Regions from separate parts of the Mus musculus genome. Here region 2 is linked to region 1. The links are chromatin contacts, called in public Hi-C maps. All regions are on one chromosome and are shown on one strand. The core of a region is the stretch at or near the end of the contact, and the rest is flanking DNA. Distances in the headings are between cores, read along the strand shown. Region 1 holds the start of 4930567J20Rik (RIKEN cDNA 4930567J20 gene). Region 2 overlaps Robo1 (roundabout guidance receptor 1).

Evidence for each region. Hi-C and Micro-C count contacts between places; a contact is called where the count stands out from the background.
Region 2: a Hi-C map of cortical neurons shows a contact between it and region 1, with 4 times the contacts expected there. The contact joins the enhancer-like site here to the promoter of 4930567J20Rik in region 1. A contact is called at or near these places in 1 of 15 datasets of contacts at CTCF or cohesin (pro-B cells), 45 of 484 Hi-C or Micro-C datasets (3T3-L1-derived adipocytes, the AML12 cell line, the AtT-20 cell line and 27 more) and 1 of 115 datasets of contacts at active chromatin or transcription factors (astrocytes).

The regions. Positions count from the first base shown.
Region 1 is chr16:71,246,166-71,252,342 of GRCm38.p6, forward strand. 4930567J20Rik (RIKEN cDNA 4930567J20 gene) reads left to right here and starts at 3,739. Exons shown (of 3, transcript NR_040576.1): 1 at 3,739-4,065.
Region 2 is chr16:72,963,060-72,969,335 of GRCm38.p6, forward strand. The region is part of intron 8 of Robo1 (roundabout guidance receptor 1); the gene reads left to right. Among named protein-coding and RNA genes, the nearest start is that of Gm52247, 6.7 kb to the left of the region's middle. Within about 2 kb of position 4,547, at least 1 of the 459 cell types and tissues checked has an H3K27ac peak or open chromatin away from gene starts, as enhancers often do. A contact at or near this core is called in cortical neurons, where this site is marked.

The sequences.
Region 1 (6,177 bases), core at 2,489-4,988:
TGACAGCATGAATGATACTCTGTTTTGCTTGCAGACAGGATCCCAGCATAACAGTCTTTGACAGGATCCACCCAAAACTTGATGGAGACAGACACAGAGACTCACGGGCAAACATTAGATGGAGCTCAGAGAGTCTGTGGAAGAGTTCGGAAAGGGTTGAGGGACAACAGAGGACAGGGATTCCACAGGAAGACCAACAGAATCAACTCACCTGGACCTTTGGGGGCTCCCAGAGAGTGAACCACTAAAGAAAAAACATGACTGGAACTAGGCCCCCTGCACATACATAGCAGATGTGCGGCGTGGTCTCCATGTGGGTTCCGAACAGCTAGAGAGGAGGCTGCCCCTGAATCTGTTGCCGGAATGTGGATCCTGTTCCCCTAACTGGATAGCCTTGTCTTGCCTCAGAGGGAGAGAGTGTGCCTAGTCCTGCATCAACTTGATGTGTCAAGGTGGGGTGATATCCAGAAGGGGGCTCCCCATTCTCAGAGGAGAAGGGGAGCGGGGCTTGGAAAGAGCCACCTTGTGTGTGGAGGACTGGGAGGAGAGGGGGCTGATATTTAGATGTAAAGAGAATAAATAAATTAATTAAAGGGATTAAAAAGAACAAATGGTAAAAACAAACAAACAAAAGATAATTCAGTACTACTGGAGAAAAAATGTTTGCTCCTTTTCCTTTATTTAAAGATGTATATGTATAGCTTCTGGCTAAGTGATTGGTAATTACTTTCACAAAATTCTTCCTATCCAGCCCACAGCCAGTATTGCTTATATATTTTAAATTCCTATGAATATTGCATCGGCTCCTAATCTGATCTGTGAAAAGTATAAATATATAAACTGAATGGTATTGAACATGTAAGGTGGTGTAATAAATTTGTATAATGTATGTACTACAAATACTATGGAAGGAGTTACAGAAACAAAGTATGGAGCTGAGATGAAAGGATGGACCATGCAGAGACTGCCATATCCAGGGATCCACCCCATAATCAGCTTCCAAATGCTGACACCATTGCATACACTAGCAAGATTTTACTGAAAGGACCCAGATGTAGCTGTCTCTTGTGAGACTATGCCGGGGCCTAGCAAACACAGAAGTGGATGCTCACAGTCAGCTAATGGATGGATCACAGGGCTCCCAATGGAGGAGCTAGAGAAAGTACCCAAGGAGCTAAAGGGAACTTCAACCCTATAGGTGGAACAACATTATGAACTAACCAGTACCCCTGAGCTCTTGACTCTAGCTGCATATGTATCAAAAGATGGCCTAGTCGGCCATCACTGGAAAGAGAGGCCCATTGGACACGCAGACTTTGTGTGCCCCGGTACAGGGGAACGCCAGGGCCAAAGGGGGGGAGTGGGTGGGTAGGGGAGTGGGGGTGGGTGGGTAAGGGGGACTTTTGGTATAGCATTGGAAATGTAAATGAGCTAAATACCTAATAAAAAAAAATGAAAAAAAAAAAAAAAAAGACTCAATTGAATATTTTTAGATCCAAACTGACTGAAATCTATAAATGGCCAGGAGAGGGCGCGCACGCCCTACTTTGTGGAGGCTGTGAGCCGCTTGCTTCCTTACATTGTCCAGAAAGGTGTTTTGTGTTGCTTTGTCAGTTTCTTCAGTAAAGACAGGGAAAATGTCATTTCTATTCAAAGAAATTAAGGAAAAGAAAACAATTTTTAGAGTAATTATAGCGAAATAAAGTATCAAATAAAATTGAACTGTAGAGATATTTAAAGGAAATACGGGTACACAATGTAGCATATTGCTCTCTCTCTCTCTCTCTCCCTTTCCCTCTCTCTCTTTCTCTCTTTCTCTCTCTCCCTATTTATATGTCTCCAGGAAAACCATAAATAACCTGCTGATAATTTTAAACTTCATTCGTGTTTCTATATGAGCAAATGGTTACGTACATATTATAGCAAAAATATTTACCTATTCGCTATTTCTGATAACAAGCTTTATAATTGGGTAGTACAGTGTAACATTATGTCTTGCTTTTATTTTAATTAGTATTGTAGTGATCACACACCTCAGGACATGTGACTCAAATCCGAGTCCTCGGGCATCAGAATTTACCACACAATTTTTGTAACAAAATTGTTTAAATGAATAATGTTTAAAATATTTATTACATATCATATTAATAAGTTACATAAAAGATAAGGAAATGTTTCTATGTTGGCAAGTGATCATATGATATATTAAATATAGGTTGTTACATTATACTTTTTAAATAAAATTTTCATTTATACTTATTTTCAATAGAATACAATTCATTTTTGAATTATGGTAGCATATAATTTATAGTAGAAACAAATGTTTTCAAAGTATTTGTCCTCAAAGTTTAAGGTAAGATATTGTTTATTTATAGTATATAAACATTAATTAATGTTAGGAGTGAGTGTGGTGGCAGTCCCAAAGGCGCCAGGGACTGTAGCTAAGTCGTATGACTTGCACCTGACTTTCTCATATAAGCCACAAACATCTTGAGAGCTGCGCAGGTGCACCAGGATACCGGTGAATCCAGTTTGATGGAGATATGCCCCTGCTGCCCTGATTAGCTGAAGCTGCGTGCCTGGTGAGGTGGCGTGGCCTGCTGTGCATGGATGAGAGTATAAAAGGAGTGAGAGGCCCAGGGTTCGGGGGAGATATAAACAAGAAGAATCAGGACTGAATAAACTGCTGTTAGAAGGACTGGTGGTCGTGTCGTTCTTGCTGGTCGAGATCGGACGCGACAAATTAAAATGAATTTTTAAAATGCTATATATAATAATTTCTCATTCTAACATTTTTATTTATTATTTTATTAGTTTAGTCCGTGCCTCTGTGTGTGTGTGTGTGTGTGTAGTGGGTTTGTGCATGTGTGGGTGTATGCCCTTGGAATTGCCGTGACGCAGGTGAGGAGTTCAAAGAACAAGTACCGTGAGTGAGTTCTGTCCATCGACCATTTGAGACCTTGGATGCAAACTTAGTCATTAGGTGTGTGGACAAGCGCTTATATCCGCTCAGCTAACTTTCAGCTGCTATGATTAATGTATAAGATGTTAGTTTCAAATGAATGCAAAGATATCTGCAAACCATCAGTGATTGTATTTAATTGAAGATTTTTAAAGGTATAATTTTTTATTAAAGATTCTTCTTGAATTAAATTTTGAGAAAGAGAAGCAAAATATCAATAACGTTAGGTAGAGATTTAATTTTGTATATATTAAAGTGGACATTCCTATATTAAGTTCTCAAGACATATTTTCCCTTTTAAAAATTATGCTTTTAGAATTTCATACTACATCGTCTTTACCTCACATTGTTTTTTTAAATCCCCATCTCTTTCCAGGTCTCCTACTACAAACTGATCTCCAACTTCATATTTTTTTCTGTCTCTTAAACAAAAGAGAGAAGAAACCTGCCTGAAACCATGGCCCCAGGAGGGAGTGAGCCCCCAAAAGAAGACCCGCACATGGAGACCTGAAATACCACCAGGATGGTGCCACAGGGACCCAGACCAGTAGCGAGCCTAAGATGACCACCAGTGTGGCACCACACAGGGCTGGGGGTGGGGCAGACCATGCCTGAGATGACCCCTGCCTGTCGTCATAAGGTATGGGCGGGATATAGAATTCCTGAGTCCACTTCAGAGATGATCCCAGACAGAGACCCCAGGACGCCACAAAGAGGTGCAAGTAAAAGGTGGAGAAACCGAAGAGAAAGAGAAGCAGAAGGATGTGGGCGCAATGGAGAAAGATGTTACTGAGACTTCAGGGTAGTGATGCCCACCTACGACCATGATGGAATCTTGGCCTGTGCTGCGGCCAAGGACCATGTCTAGGTCTGTGGCCATGCAGTTGCCACCAAAGGCCAGGCACACGTCCCTGGTCTGGGCTGTTGATTATGGACACGTTGATATATGTGATCTGCGCAGAACTGGGTCTGCTACTCACATGGACATAGTGGGAGTGCTGGACCTGAGGAGTTAAGAGAAGGAGCGCTCATCTCGTCCCTAACCAGCTGGGTAGAACTGGCACATGACCCTGAAAGGACAGTAGAGTTGTTCCTCTTTGCTTGTGAGTATTGCTGGTGAACCAGCCCGAGGGTATGAACATGGGCAAGCTGTCCCTGCATCTTGTCTGCTGGGCAGTGAAGTAGGAGAAGAACAAGATGCCCACTTCGACATGTGCCCCCTGCCACCTATGGCAGAAAAGAGAGATGGACCCAGAGTCGTGAGAGCAGGAGAGCTGTCCCTGTCCCTCACCTTCTGCAGCACATGGGTGAGGGGACCTTGTACCTTGCCTGAGCCATAGAGTAGAGATGATCCTGATGGCATGAGAACAGGAGCGGTGGCTCTGCTCCTTTCTGTCTGTAGCACTGGATGACCTAGCCTGGGCAGGGCAGGAGAGCTTGCCTTGGCAGTGTGAGTGTGGGAGAGCTAGTGAGCTCCAGGGCTTTGAATTGGCTCATCCCAACATCTACCCCATTGATGAACTGCTGGAGTGCATGCAGGGGCCAGTCCTACAGATCCAAAACGACAGCATCTCTATGACACAAGGCAACAACGGGATATCCAAAAGACAGCCCCTGAGGTTCCCATATTGCAAATGTAGCAGGAGACAGAGGCCTTGAACCAGACCAATGACTCAGTGTAATGAACGTTTGAAAGCAAAGAAGTGTGGTCAAAAGTCTCTACTTTGGGACACAATGTGTCACATTACAGTTTCAACAAGAGTTTTGTTGTTGTTGTTGTTGTTTGTTTGTTTGTTTGCTTTGTTTTCTTTTTCCTTTTTCTCTTTTGGTGAGATGGAGGCAAGGACAGAGGGCAGGTGTGAGATGGGAAGATGAGTGGGACCGGGGTACCAATAAAAAGTTTTAAAACATGAAATAAGGAGAATAACTACATAGAGATTGCATTTCAGAGGCATTTTGTGTACTTTCAGTATGTACACGTGCATGTTTGTTTTAAGAATAACAATATTTAATATTTTTGTTCACTCTTAAAAAAGTGAAAGCATGAAAGAAAGAAAGGGGTTGGACTTTTATGCCTTTAATTTCAGCTCTAGGGAAACAGATCACAGGTGGATGCCTGTGAATTCAAGGCCAGATAGGTCTACAGAGTGAGTTCCTGGCCATGTTGAGCTGTCTAAAGACTGTCTAAAGACAAGAGAGAAAGAGGAGAAGAGAGGAAGGGGTGGGTAGGCAGAGAAAGAAACGGAAACAGACAAAGATAGAGACATACAGAGAGACAGAAAGAGTCAGAAACAGAAAAGCTGTCAGAGACAGAGACAGAAACAGAGGCACACAGAGATACATAGAGTGAGTGACACAGGGGACTAAAGAGAAGATGGATTCCATGTTGTGAGCAGGATGCCTGCCCTGGAATGTGCTTAATATGCCCAGTGCCCCCATCTGAAGAAAACTGATTTTGCATCTCCCAACAGCTACTATTTTCCAATTGGAGGAGGAAATTTGTGCCCACAAATCTTCATTAGTGCTGCAAAGTTTGTCCAGCTTGAACTTTGCAGGTCATGAGCATCCTGCCCCAGCCTGTGAATTCACATTTTCTTATCCCCTGTTGTGTCTGGAAAATACTCTTTCCTAAAAGCATACACAAGCATTGGCTATTACAGTCTTACCCTCTTCTGCATGATCAAGCAAGATATTGAATTCAGGGCTGAGGATTCCATATTAGCAACTAGCTGATCCCATATTAAACAATTTTGTCAGACACACCTGAATTACTCTAAAAATTTACTTAATCATGCATTGTAATTCAATGCTAAAATCTATTTGAAAATAAATCAATCAAAACTCAGTGGCAACCTTGTAATAAGAAAATAAGTAAAGGATGCACTATTTCAGAAGCAGCAGTGTACTAAAAATTGGTAACTTCAGACATTAACACCAGAAATATTACTAAAAATGGTACAGTTATTTTGTGCTTAACTCACTACTCTGAAAAATATTCCTTTCTGCTTACAGTTCTTTGAATAAAGTTGTTTTAGGTAACTTAATCTTATTAAATACACCAAGCTTTCCTGAAATTAATTTTATAAATTTAATATTAATAATAAATAACCAACAGTATAAAATGTTTATTTACATTTTTTATAAATTCAAATTCTGGATTTTAAAATTTTGGTGGTAAAGAAAAATTGCTTTAGGTGACACTGGTGTAACTTAGT
Region 2 (6,276 bases), core at 3,297-5,796, 1.7 Mb after region 1:
ATAGATTAAATAAATATATTCTAGATATATAATAAATATATTTACATATGTATATCATGTAATATATATATTGATGCAGTACATTTTTGTATGTGGGTGTATAAGCAAGAAAGCATCACTGTAAATATCCTTAAAATCACAATGGCATGCTTTTTGTTTTCAATGTTGAATTTATTTAAAAACTTAAAATTATTTTGCAATTTTAATTCAAGCAGCAGATTAAAGGTCCTAAGAAGCGAGCGCTTCATTGTCTTTGCAGGCAGACAATGGTACAAGATTGAAGGAAGAGAGTCAGACATAAAAGATGCTAGATATTCTTTCTTTCTGGTTGATAGAGCTGTTTGTGTATCTTCTGTGTTCATGAGTGGATGTATGTGTGAGGCAGGTGAAGGCCACAGGACACTTCAGGTGCCTTCTACTTGTTTTATAAAGAGGGAGTCTCTCATTGATTGGGAAAGGGCCAGAAAGACTAGGCTGGCTGGCTAGGGCACTCACAAATTCCTGCTGTCTCTGCCTCCCCAGTCCAAGGACTAAATGCACACAAAATAGTCGTTGCATCGTTATTTCTAGAAGAGACCATGCTTTCCGCATATAACTCCATTGCCGTTTCATTTAACTTCAGATGAGCATGGATAACTGCACAATACATAGTCTCTTTTCTTGTCTACAGGTCTCCTTGCTCTATTTCATATAGACTTGGTTATTATAGCTTAGAGTCAGTCTTAAAGGCTGATGCAAGTCAGCTTTGAATTTCTTATTTTAGTTTTGCTAAGCCGGCCAAAAAGAAAATCAGATAAGAATATACACCTTACTCAGGGCTGGAGAGATGGCTCAGCAGTAAAGAGCACTGCCTGCTCTTCCAGAGGTCCTGAGTTCAATCCCCAGCAACCTACATGGTGCTCACAACCATGTATAGTGTGATCTGATGCCCTCTCCTGGCACACAGAGGTAGATGCAGATAGAGCGTTCATGTGCATAAATAAATAGATGAATCTGTTTTTATAAAAGACTACATACTGTACTCAAAGCTGTAAGGTTTTTTATTTCGATTCTTCCTAATCTGAATTCATCCACCCAGAAATCATGTATTTCCCATACACATCTCAGTTTATTCAGTTTTTCTTTAATATCTCTCAGTAATGTCATTGTATTCAGAATATAAATTTGCATATACTTTCTAATTACAGCTGATTTTTTCATGTGTTTCTGTGTGAATTTAAACTTTCCATTTCTGAGTGGTTGGAAGAATGTGCTTATTTATGCAGTTAAATTTTTGTGTATTAACTTTTCATCAAGCAACTTTGATAAAGTCCTTCATTTTTTTATGTTTTAGTAAATTACCCTGAAATTTTTATATACAATATCTACCAGCTGAAAATAAAAGATCTTACTTCTTCATACAGAGGCTATATATAAATGATATAACATATACATGTTTTATTTATAAATGAAATTATATATATTATGCACCCCTTGTCTCCCTTTCTTATCTTCATTGTGTAGTGCGTAGATTTTAACTGTGGACATATTTCTTCTTTATGCTTCATTTCAATGAAAAACATTCAGTTTTCCAAGTTGAGTTGGACTTCTGTAGCTAACACTGAATTTGGCGGCTTTCTCGGGGACGATTTTTGAAGAGTGTCCTGGAGGTGTCGGGATGTTTAGTGTCCTTCAGTGTGCTGTACAGTACACACTTGACACTCCAGAGACTCCGTTCTGAGTACCACGCTGCTTACGTGCCTCTCTGGGTAGTGCTGCTTCTGTGTCTCCCCTTGTTGCGTATTTATACTACCTTGAATTTCACTTTCTGCCGGGAGTTTGCCCTCACCCACTAAATACGAATCCTATGCCCCCATCCCTGCCATCTGTACACAGATTTATCCCATAATTCCATATGTCTCACCCTGTATCTTGTGTGTTCCTCTGTTATTCATTACAGTCCAAGTTTCATGAAATTTGAGCCATTTTCTGGTTAGTCAAGTGAATATTTGCCTAGTATCCACCCCAGATGTAACATGATAGATGCTTAGTAGATATTGTTGAGTATCAGGAAGAAAACAAAAAAACAAAAAACAAAACAGCTAGCTCCTAGGGAGAATTAAAAACCGGGATTGTCACTGTCATAAAACTTCAGTATCTTATCCTTGCCTATGACACATCTTGTAAGTTACACTGACAATGCATTTCTGGTACATGCTGGGCATTATGACCATTAGATCACAACCGTGAGGACCACCTAATAGAAAGTAGAGTTTTAAAAATTGCTCATATGCTTATAATTGCATATGGCTATCTATAAAGTAAGATAAACAAAACTGCTGAATTTTTTCCAAGTATCTCTATTCTCATAATTAAAAGCAAAGACTTTTTAGGACAAAGAAATGGCTCACTCCATAAACTAACTGTTGTATAAGCCTGTGAGTCTAAGTTTGGACCCCCAGACTCCCATAAAAATCCCATCAGGGCCACAGGTCTGCAAACTCAGAACTAGGCAGACCAATTTCCAGTTTTGTCAATAAAAGAGTTGCAGGTTCACAAGAGAACCTGTCTCAAAAAATGTGTAGCACAATAGCAGAAGATACCCAAAGTAGAGCTCTGACCTGCACAGTAAACACACACACACACACACACACACCCCCGTGGACTTGTCCTTTAGCTATGGCCATAATCATAGTGAATCCTGGCAATGTCAATCTTTTTATACTGCCTAGTCTGTTGACCTGGCTTGCAGACACAGCACCTTCTCCACATGATTTGATTTGTCTTCTTGACCGTCTGTATTGTTGGCAAACACAATAAGGGAAAGGCAGAAGAAAGGCTACGGCAGGAAGGGAGCAGCAGCGTCTATGGTACGATGCCTATACCTGAGGGTCAGCTTTACTGACATTGTACAAAGCAGGCACACATTTAGATCTGCTTACTACGAGATTACAAGAAAAATGATTACCAAACAACAACAATGTTTAAAACCACTTGTATACACCTGTGATAAGTCTGGTACGCAGTAAAACAAGACTGCTCTCCAGCTCCTTTTGTATTTAGACAAGTCGCTTGACTTTAAAGTTTTGGTCCCTAATTCCTAAAAGGAATATTTATAAATACTGTATCCCCAAAATCTTCCATTTTCAATAGACAGCTCTTTAAAGCCCTTGAAAATAGATGTCAATTGACATATTTACTTGGATGTTCGTTGATTACACATATACATTTTTCATACGTGAACCACTCTGTAACTAGAGTGACAATCCATGACTCACTTCATTACACTGTTCCAATTCTTGCACTCTCTCTACTAGAGCCTGATATGTCTCTTGCATAATTCCAGTGTAAGGTATTAGACACTGTTTTGAAATCTGCCTTACAATCTGTAGGTTTAGATTTTACCTATCAATGGGCCATATGTGTTGATACAAACTAAAGCGTTCCATTAGTATGTTACACCCATTGGTGAACCCTCTGTGGATTTGTTTTCTGGGCCTGGACCTATGAAAGTGGTTTAATGAAATCTTATATTTCCAGCTCTGATTGACATATGAGCTTTTGTAGAGTACATGAGAATGTCTGGCCTTTGGGAGTTCCCTAAGCACATCCGTGACTACTGTTTCATCTCAGTATCCACTGGGTGCTCCTGAGCTGGTTCCAACAAGTACGATGCCCTCATTTTATAGATTTAAAGATGTGGAGACGCTCAGTGTAAAAAGCATCCCTGCAAATGTAAGGACCAGAGTGTGGATCCTCAGGACCCATGTAAAAGCCCCCTGCAGTCCCCGCACTCAGGAGGCAGTGACAGAGGACCCCGGGGGAGGTTGGGTACCTAGCCTAGCCTGTATTGGGATGCTCCTGATTAACCAAGACACTTTGACCTGATAAATAACATGGAAAGCAATGAGGGAAGAGACCAGATTCAACCTTTGCTCTCTCCATGCATGTTCATGCTCATTAAGGACACAAGGACACACACTACACATATACACAAGCCAGCGACACAGAAAACTGGGGATTAAGAAACTAACCACAAGACACATGGCAGATGTTGGGAGTGTCTTTCTATTGCTTTGTTTTTGTTATCCCCACAGTAAAAATGGTGCAGACATAACTGACAGCAAGAAAACCCATCAGTAAACCGGGTTAGGGTAGAATTGGGGAAGTATACCTGATACTGTATAAAGCAACTCTGGGCAATCAGACCTAAGTTATAATAGACCCCTGACATTTGATGGCTTCTAAATATAGCAATAGTACCAAATGTCAGCCATGTTAGCGCTAGACATAATGATAATCAATTGGAGTGAAGCCCTCTGTTGCTAATTCAATTAATGTCTGGAAATATGTATCCGTACTGATAATCAGTGGAACATAGGTGGTCTTATAAATGCCCAGTGGATTTACCAGGAAGAATCTGCAATTTGATTTTAGCAAGCCTCCGTATATATTACAGAGAGGATGTTTAAAAGCCCGAGTAAAGGAATTGTTGGCTTCCTTTTCCCTTCAGTGTGGTATCGAAAACACTTCTGCCAAGCTTATAAATTCAGCTTTCTCCTTTCCTCGCTCTACTGGCAAACTTCACACCAGGAAAGATGGCAAGGAAGAGAACTGGAAGCGTGGGGTGCAAGCACATAGCCGCTGATTTCACTTAATTGCTTTCTTTTTATGGGAATGCATAAAACTAATAATTATTGCATGATAAACGAGGAACAAATTGAAGTGTGACTCCAGCTTGTGAAAATCTTTGGTGCATAAAACTTTGAACATGACACATCCAGATTCGCAAATTAATGCATCCAAAATTTAGCTCCTCTGGCAGCCAGACTCCTTCAGTCAGACAACTTGTTAGAATTCTCTCTCATATATTTGCATCTTTTTTTCTTTCTTAAACTCTGACATCCAGAATTTTAAAGCTTAATAATTGAAAACAATTTCCTGAAATTAAACAAACAACTTGAATTCATTTTAAAGAAATCTAAGCATGCTAAGTATGCTAAGCTGTCTCAATCAGGAGATGGGAACGTTTTTCTAATTTTGTGCTTCTTTCTCTATACTTGTGTTAGAGTCTCAATAAAATAGTGACTTTAAGACATAACAGTTTTCAAGTGTTTTACATTTTACAATAATTTTATTCAATTAAAATAAAATTTTTCTTCTTTAGTCCTTTTTCACTAGGTTTAAGTTATTATTAAAAACAGTCTTGCTATGTGGTGGTGCCTTTAATCCCAGTACTTGTGAGGCAAAGACAGATGGATCTCCAGGTTTGAGGCCAGCCTGGTCAACGTAGTGAGTGCCAAGACAGCCAGGGCAACACAGAGAAACCCTGTCTTGAAAAATGGATGGGTGGGTGGGTGGGTGGGTGGATGCATGGATGGATGGATGGATGGATGGATGGATGGATAGATAGATAGATAGATAGATAGATAGATAGATAGATAGATAGATAGATAGATAGATAGACTGACCTAAGGTTTTATGAGTGCTATGTCTCTGTGTGTGCACATATGCTTCTTTGTGCTTTTTCTTTTACTCTAACATTTATTTGTCTCTGTCCTGGCTTATCCTTTTATTTGCCTGTTTTATAAATCAAAGAAGGAAGAAGGCATGGAGTTGTATGGATGGGGAGGTGGGGTGGATCTAGGAGAAGAAGGGTAAATTGTAAGCTAAATATATGGTATGGGAAAGAGTATATTTTCAATTAAAAGAAAACACACACTATTGACTGAATGCATTTGCCATGTGTGTTTATTCTAAGCATGTGTGCCAAGCTTGGATATCAAACTCACGTATCTCTCTGGATTAGCCACCAGCAATACGATATTGAGTAACTTTCCAGTAACTCTGAAACTATTATAGCGTGATGATGCTATTTTTTAACCCGTGTATATATTTCAGTAGAGAAAAAAATCATTCCAAAGTCCTAGACATTGCCCAGTGGATAAAGGGCTTGCCTCACAAGTATGGAGGATGGAGTTTGTGTGCCGACAACCAATGTTAAAGCTGAGTGGATGAGGTGTTGAGCCTGTAATCCAAGCATTCAGGAGATCAGAGGGGATTTCCTGGCATGCTGGCTGTCTGGACTGGGCAAACCTAAAATCTGTGCTTCAGGAAGAGGCTGAGTCATAAGCAAAGCAGAGCACTATTAAGGCACCCAACATCAACCTGTGGACTCTGTACTCACATGCATGGGCAGGCATGCACGCTCACACATGTGTGTGCTCTCACACACACCCCACACACATGTGGATGCATATGCCCAGAAATGCAGATATCCCAAACACATGCATGCAC